2 separate regions of the Triticum aestivum genome follow, and region 2 is linked to region 1. A link is a contact called in public Hi-C data. All regions are on one chromosome and are shown on one strand. Each heading gives the region's core, a stretch centred on a gene start, on an enhancer-like site or on the middle of the called end of the contact. The rest is flanking DNA. Distances are from core to core; before and after follow the strand shown.

Evidence for each region. A called contact is a pair of places that touch in the nucleus more often than the background predicts.
Region 2: a Hi-C map of leaf shows a contact between it and region 1, with 4 times the contacts expected there. The contact joins the enhancer-like site here to the promoter of LOC123169302 in region 1. A contact is called at or near these places in 4 of 5 Hi-C or Micro-C datasets (leaf and an unstated tissue).

Annotation. Positions count from the first base shown.
Region 1 is chr1D:320,816,203-320,819,521 of IWGSC CS RefSeq v2.1, forward strand. It overlaps LOC123169302 (E3 ubiquitin-protein ligase EL5), which reads right to left and starts at 1,505. Exons shown (of 1, transcript XM_044587146.1): 1 at 212-1,505. The coding sequence starts at 1,202. The coding sequence ends at 639.
Region 2 is chr1D:320,876,905-320,880,223 of IWGSC CS RefSeq v2.1, forward strand. No RefSeq gene overlaps it. Among protein-coding and RNA genes, the nearest start is that of LOC123169302, 61 kb to the left of the region's middle. Within about 2 kb of position 1,522, at least 1 of the 8 cell types and tissues checked has an H3K27ac peak or open chromatin away from gene starts, as enhancers often do.

The DNA.
Region 1 (3,319 bases), core at 255-2,754:
CAAGCATGTCGTAGTAGAAAAGCAGTTTCCTACTATTACAGTGACTTCCACTTGGGTGTTGAGTCTGCTTGTTTCTTGATTTCATGTGCCTAGATTCTAGGCGAGTTCAATTGGACTTCTACCTTCCCGAGTGAAAGGAAATCCCTTTCTCGTTTTGTAGAACCATGCAATTAGGTACCCATCAACATAGCCGAAAGAGCATATTTTCAACTTGATGGCCATGCCCAAAAATGTCGATCAAACCTTTTCATTAATAATTTACATATGTATATGATCTTACACTACTAATTTTGTCACGCACACAATCACACGCGAGCCTAATCTAATATATATGTTGCTAATCTTACAATTCCAATCATACGCACATCATCATCATCATATAGAAGAAGACTCCGATTCAAATATGCATCTCACCGATCACCAAAACTGACGAGAGCCAGAGAGATACGTATAGTAACAAGAACACAACAAACCCAAAGACGAGGAACGAAGCCAACCGTACCTCGCCGACCCGCAGGAGTCAGCTAAGGGATAGCGACACACCGACGCCGAAAGATGCGTGTCGCCTTCCGCCGTTTACGTGCTCCTCTGGCTTGGCTTTGGTAGCACGCGGCCTCGCCGGCGCGCGCAGATCCGCCTCACACCGGGCACTCCGCGCCGTCGTCTTTTGGGTCGTTCTTGGGCTCGGCGGCGGCGGGCGCAGGGGCGACCACGCTGGCGCGGCAGAGCGGGCACGTGGAGTGTAGATGCAGCCACGCGTCGACGCACGCGGCGTGGAACCGGTGCCCGCAGCGAGGGAGGAGGCGCGCCAGGTCGCCGTCCCGGAACTCCACGATGCACACCGCGCAGTCGGCCGCCGCCTTCCCGGCGGCTTCGCTGCTGGAGTCGAACACGGACACGGGCAGGGAAGACGGGATGTCCGGCTGCTCGGGGTCGCGCAGTCGCCTGGACGCTCTCGGCGAGGTCGCCGGAGACGAGTCGGTCGATGACGACTCCTCATCAGCACCTCCGGGGGTAGACGGCCCTCGCTTCCCGGAGAAGAACCGCCAGAAGTAGAAGAAGATGAGGACTATCATTAGCACGTTGATGCTGACGAGGCAGGCCGTCAGCATCGGGCCGTGCGGCGCCCAGTGCTTGCTCGTCTCTACCGCCGCCGCCGCCGTGGTCGCTGGGCTCGCGCTGCCGCTCTGGGGCGTTGACATGGTGGCGCTTGATGCAAGAAGATGGCTTCGGACGAGTGGAACGGCAGATGGCAGTTGCCAATGGTGTGCATAAATAGCACAGACCGAATCTTTCTTGTTTTACAAATTACAAACGAAAAAGGGCGTCCTTCCCAAGCAGATTATCAACTTTGTCGTTGGTAACTAAAAGGAGCACGAGGGACGAGAATGCACCCGAAGAACAGGGAAAAGTAGCAACTAAGAATGGGGAAGAAGAAAAGCGGAAGGACGAAGGTGGTGTAGGAAAGTGGAGAGAATGGGGGGGTTTATAAAAGGGTGGAGGATGAGATAATATTGGCTCTTGGGGTTTGGTATGTGCAAATGGTGATGAGTTTATTAACTTGGCAACGGTTTGACTGGGGTGTGGTGTGCAAATGGTGTTGTAACCTAGGTTGGCTCTTACTACTATCTCATGGCATTTCTAATTGATCGCCTATAACCGGTCAGAGGAGTAAAAACCTGGGTTTACTCATCTAAGCGGGACCTAGCTGATCACCGATAACTGTTGAAGGATGATCATTATCCAACGTCGCTTATCCCTAACATATATTTACTCCACCGCTTGACGACGGAGTAAAAAAAAAAATCTCCACTCATCCTTTCCATCTCGTCTGCTTCTACTTTTCCCCGTCCCCGCCACCGGTGACACCCCCTTCCCCGCTGTGTTCCGCCGCCCTCTCCTTCCAATGGCCGAACCCCGTGGATGGTGCTCCATGCCGCCGATCCGCGTCGTGGATCCGCCCCGCCACGTGAGCCGCGCGTCTTCAAGCGGCACCTCCTCAAGAAGCCGCCGCCGCCGCTGGTATGCGGCCCTCTCACCGCATCTCTGACTTTCCCGACCTCCCTCCGCGCGACAGCAGCAGAGGAAGTACATCGGCATCCACCAGCGGGGGTACGTGGGTGGCGGAGATAACCGACTGTGAGACCAACACGAAGAATTGGCTCGGGTCCTTCCACACGGCGGAGCTCGGCGCCCTCAAGTACGCCCGGTGGCAGGTCCGGTTGCACGGCGTGCCCCAACTTCCTGTGGGGGACGGCGCCCGTTGAGCTCGTCACGCCGCCGTCAGGGGTGGTGAATGCGGCGATGGCTCGGGAGGACTGGGATGCGAGGGAGCAATTCGCTGCGGAGGCCGCCAACGTGGAGGAGGAGCGGGCGATCTTCTCGGAGCGCGCGGTCGATAGGGAGGTCATCATCCTCTCCGCCGACGAGGAGCACGGGGGTGACGACGATGACAAGCACGGTGACGGCAAGGCCGAGGAGGAGTTCGACGTTGAAGAGTGGCGGCGCATCTTCCCCAACTCCGGCGACGACGGCACATGCCCGGACCCCATGGATGGTGGAATGTAGAGGCAAGATTAGCTCGCCCTCTACAAGGGTGATGATGATGGTGAAGATTAATTTAGTTTAATTTCATGTTTATTTTTAAGTTTATGTTTATGTTTAGGTTTAAAAACTCATGTCGAGTGGGATGTCAAGACAAGGTGGATGATTAATATGTCCAATTTCAATTGTTCAAATCGAATCTAGGTTGAACTTATGCAAATTTGTTTTTTACTCTATTAATTAGGAGTTCAGCTAGGTCCGACCAAAAGTTAGTGAAGTAAAAATCATTCACTAAGCTTTGCTCGGCCGGATTCTTCTCTATTTTATAGGAGGTTAGTTAAAATTGGCCTTCCAACTCTTGGTGTTCACCCGTATTCTTTTCCCTGTTCTTCGGGTGAACTGTAAGCGAGATAGTTAGTGAATGCACCCGTATTTTATAGGAGGTTAGTCAATGACGGATGAACTGTAAGCGAGATAGTTATTCGCCTTTGCTTCTTTTACGTCTTTTTTCTGTTACAAAAGGAAAAGGAAATTTGCCATGCATTTGCAACAGTAACACTTATAACATTAAGACAGTGTTTGGCTTTATGATATACTCCTACAGCTATACTTGCGCATGTGTTGCAACGGAGGCATAAATATTCTAGCTGCTACTTATTAACGCGATATTTCCATCCAATGCTCGATGATACTTTTCATAATAATATAATTAATGTGATCATCCTTTTCAAAGAATGATATTCTTCATAATTAATATGATCCTTCTCGTTGTCTA
Region 2 (3,319 bases), core at 272-2,771, 61 kb after region 1:
CGAAGGGAAACCATCCGGCATTTCCCGCCAGGCCCTTGCACCCTGCCCGCCGCCCCGCCCGCCGCCCTCTAGAAGCTTTGCCTTTCTTTTGACGCGTCGGGCTTGCGGGCGGTCACCTTCTCTGGATCCCCTAGTTACATCGGCTCCGGCATGTCTTCATATAGGTCCATGCGGTGGCGGAAGGCGAAAAGCGCGGGGATTGGGATGGAGGGTGGTGACGATCAAAGCGGAGAGGGAGGGGAGAGCGCGAGTTTTGGCACAAAAATAGTGCGGACTGCCTGAGATGCTTGGGCTCCGTCTTGGTTTTTAGCAGGTAGGGTGTCGGAGTCCTACATGATGAAGACGGCCTGGACTCCCACAAAGCCCCCATTTGCTTTTGGTTCACGGGAAAATGAACAAGAAGACGCGCGGTGTTTTGAGGGTCCTGCCCTTAACCTGTTGATCTCACCGTACTCTTTCAGTCGCGATATGATGGTGCCGTCTGGCTTGGCTGGCCGGTCCGGCGTGCGTTCCTTTCTTGCTTGGATCGGCGTCAAAGCATCAGTCCCAAGCCTTGAGCGCAACCGGTGACCGCTGACGAACAGCTAGCAAGTAGCAACATCTGACCGCGGCTCCAGCAACAATTTCGTTGATGCTTGGATGTTAGGTAAACATCTTGTTCGTCGGCACATGTTGGATGCCAATCATGCCAGGCAGCAGCTAGCATCACATCGCCCCACCCAAGGTGCCCAAAATCAAGGACATATTCCGCAGCTCGTGACCAACACCGTACAGTACGCGCGGCCGACTAATTAATCCCCAACTCCCTCCAGATCATTCTACCGTACTACCCTATCGTAGAACCACATGCATGCATAGACAAGATGCTCCCTCCTCTCGTTTTGGCATCTCTTCTTCATCGACCATCTTTCTCCCCCAGAATACTATCGTGGAGATAATACTATGAGTCACACGTCGGGTCTCCGTACATCGACGTCCACCTCAGCACAGCATGCAGCACCGGCGGTCAAGTTGGCGGTGCACCGGTGCGCGCATGTGGTGGTAATATGTAGTGCATGGCCGTTGCTTTCGATGGTGCGGTGCCCCTTCCCGCCGAGCACATGGATCCGCTTGTCTTGTCGTCGTGCCTTTGAAACATGGGAGGAGGCGACGACGGAGGGCCGGTCTGATCACGTCGCCGTCGGCGTACGAAACGGTACGATCTGAGGACGGTACAACTGACCACGAACGACGACAACGTAATCGATCGACCAGAAAGAGATACATTTTAAATTGAACGTCGCTGCTGTCTGGGGTACAAATACTCTTGGAGTGGAAGCGTGCTGTATTTGCCCAGGATGTTAGGGCGCTTCTCGGTACCTCGGGTAGCTAGGTAGGTGTTGTAGCTGTGAGCCCCGAGGCTTATCTACAATCTGCGTGTGACTATGAGCTGGAAGATATGCATGCACGCATAGGGATGGGGCGGCAAGAAACCTGACGAAACGTGCCTGACCTGACCAGACGGACGTGTGTGATCTACTACTACTCCATACTGTTGCTAGTGAGTGGCCATACTGTTGCATGCACAGCAGTGTGGTGACTCAACGGACCACCTCCATGACTCAAGGAGCTAGCAGCTAGCTCCAAGAACCGAATCCACTACGCGTGCGTCCAGTTGGTACCATGTACTTACTGTACATGTGTGGAAAGGTCAGTGGTTTCATTGCTTTGACAATGGTAGACGGTAGACATGACATGACAACTGCTACATGAAAGCGATGATTTGATGTTCCCGGAAAAGCTCATTGGATCCATGCGATTTTTACGGGATTTTTATAGGATGGTGATCCTAAGTAATATATTTTTTGTAAACCTTGATTTGTCCTCCCTCCGTACCATAATTCTTGTCGTGGTTTTAGTTTAGGACTAGGAATAGTTACTATGGAATTTTCCGTGCTCTATTTCATAAGAATTTTAGAAAAGTCCGAGCTCATGGAAAAATTCATGCGCTTCCATGAACAACACGCTTGTGTCAATTCCTTTGTTTTACAATTCCATCGAATTCAAACGGGCAGGTAGGTCATAGCAATCCTCTATTTTTTCTATCATGTGAATCAAAGGAGCCCTAAGCATCTACACCCTTTTTTCCAATGTCCCTGTGCCCATTGTCTCTCTTCGATAGGTAGGAGAGAAATGCGGCCGCGGGACCATTTTCTTGGCGACCTTAACAACACAAGGTTCCAGCAACAACATTTCAGTTTCTACGGCGCTTGCTTGCAAACTTGAATGACCCAAGTCACCAAAGTAGAGAATTCAAGCATGTCGTAGAAGAAAAGGCAGTTTCCTACTACGCCAGTGAGTTCCAATTGGACGTTGACGATGCTTCTTTCTTGATATCATCAGTGTGGATTCTAGACGAGTTTGATGGGACTTTACATTCCCAAGTGAAAGTTCTTGTACGAACCATGTAATTAGGTACCAATCAACATAGCCGAGGAAAGATATTTTCAACTTGATGACCATGCCCAAAAATGTCAATCAAAGCTTCCAATTCTACTAGCAAAAGGGCCCATGCGTTGCTATGAGATTTTTTTCTATAATCTTAAATGGCCATAGCCACATTTTGCTGCATCATCGAGATACACTATCACTCTCAATTTTGCGAGATCGTGAACAAATTTTGAAATATGAATATTTTTTAAACACGTGAACATTTTTCAAATTCATGAACACTTTTACAAATTTTCCAAAATTTCTAAAATCAATAACATTTTCTGAATTCATGAACATTTTATACTATTTGCAAACATTTTTTAAAAAAATTGACATTTTTTAAACAATGTTTTTGAATTGGTGAATATTTTTTCGAAATTAGTGGAACATTTTTTAAATTCATGATTTTTTATTTAACAAACTTTTTTGAAATGCATGATCATTTTTTGAATCCGCAAATATTTTATGCATGAATAAACTATTTTGTAAGTCACAGACAATATTTTAATTTTTAGGATAGTTTTCCATTCATGAGCATTTTTTGAATTAGCAAAATTTTATTCAATTACATAAACATTTCTTAATACACGAACTTTTGGAAAAATCAAGAACATTTTTTGATTTCCCGAGCATTTGTTTTCAAATTTTCAACATGTTTTGAATAAGCAAACATTGGTTTAAAAAATCACTAACATTTTTGAATACACAAACATTTTATAATTTATGAAACATTTTATGTCAAAAAATCTCTTTTTTTTAATATTTGGAACCTTTTTGAAGTCCCAAATTATTTAAAGTAGAAAAAGTAAAATGGAAAAGAAAAACTAAATATAAAAAATAGGTCGCT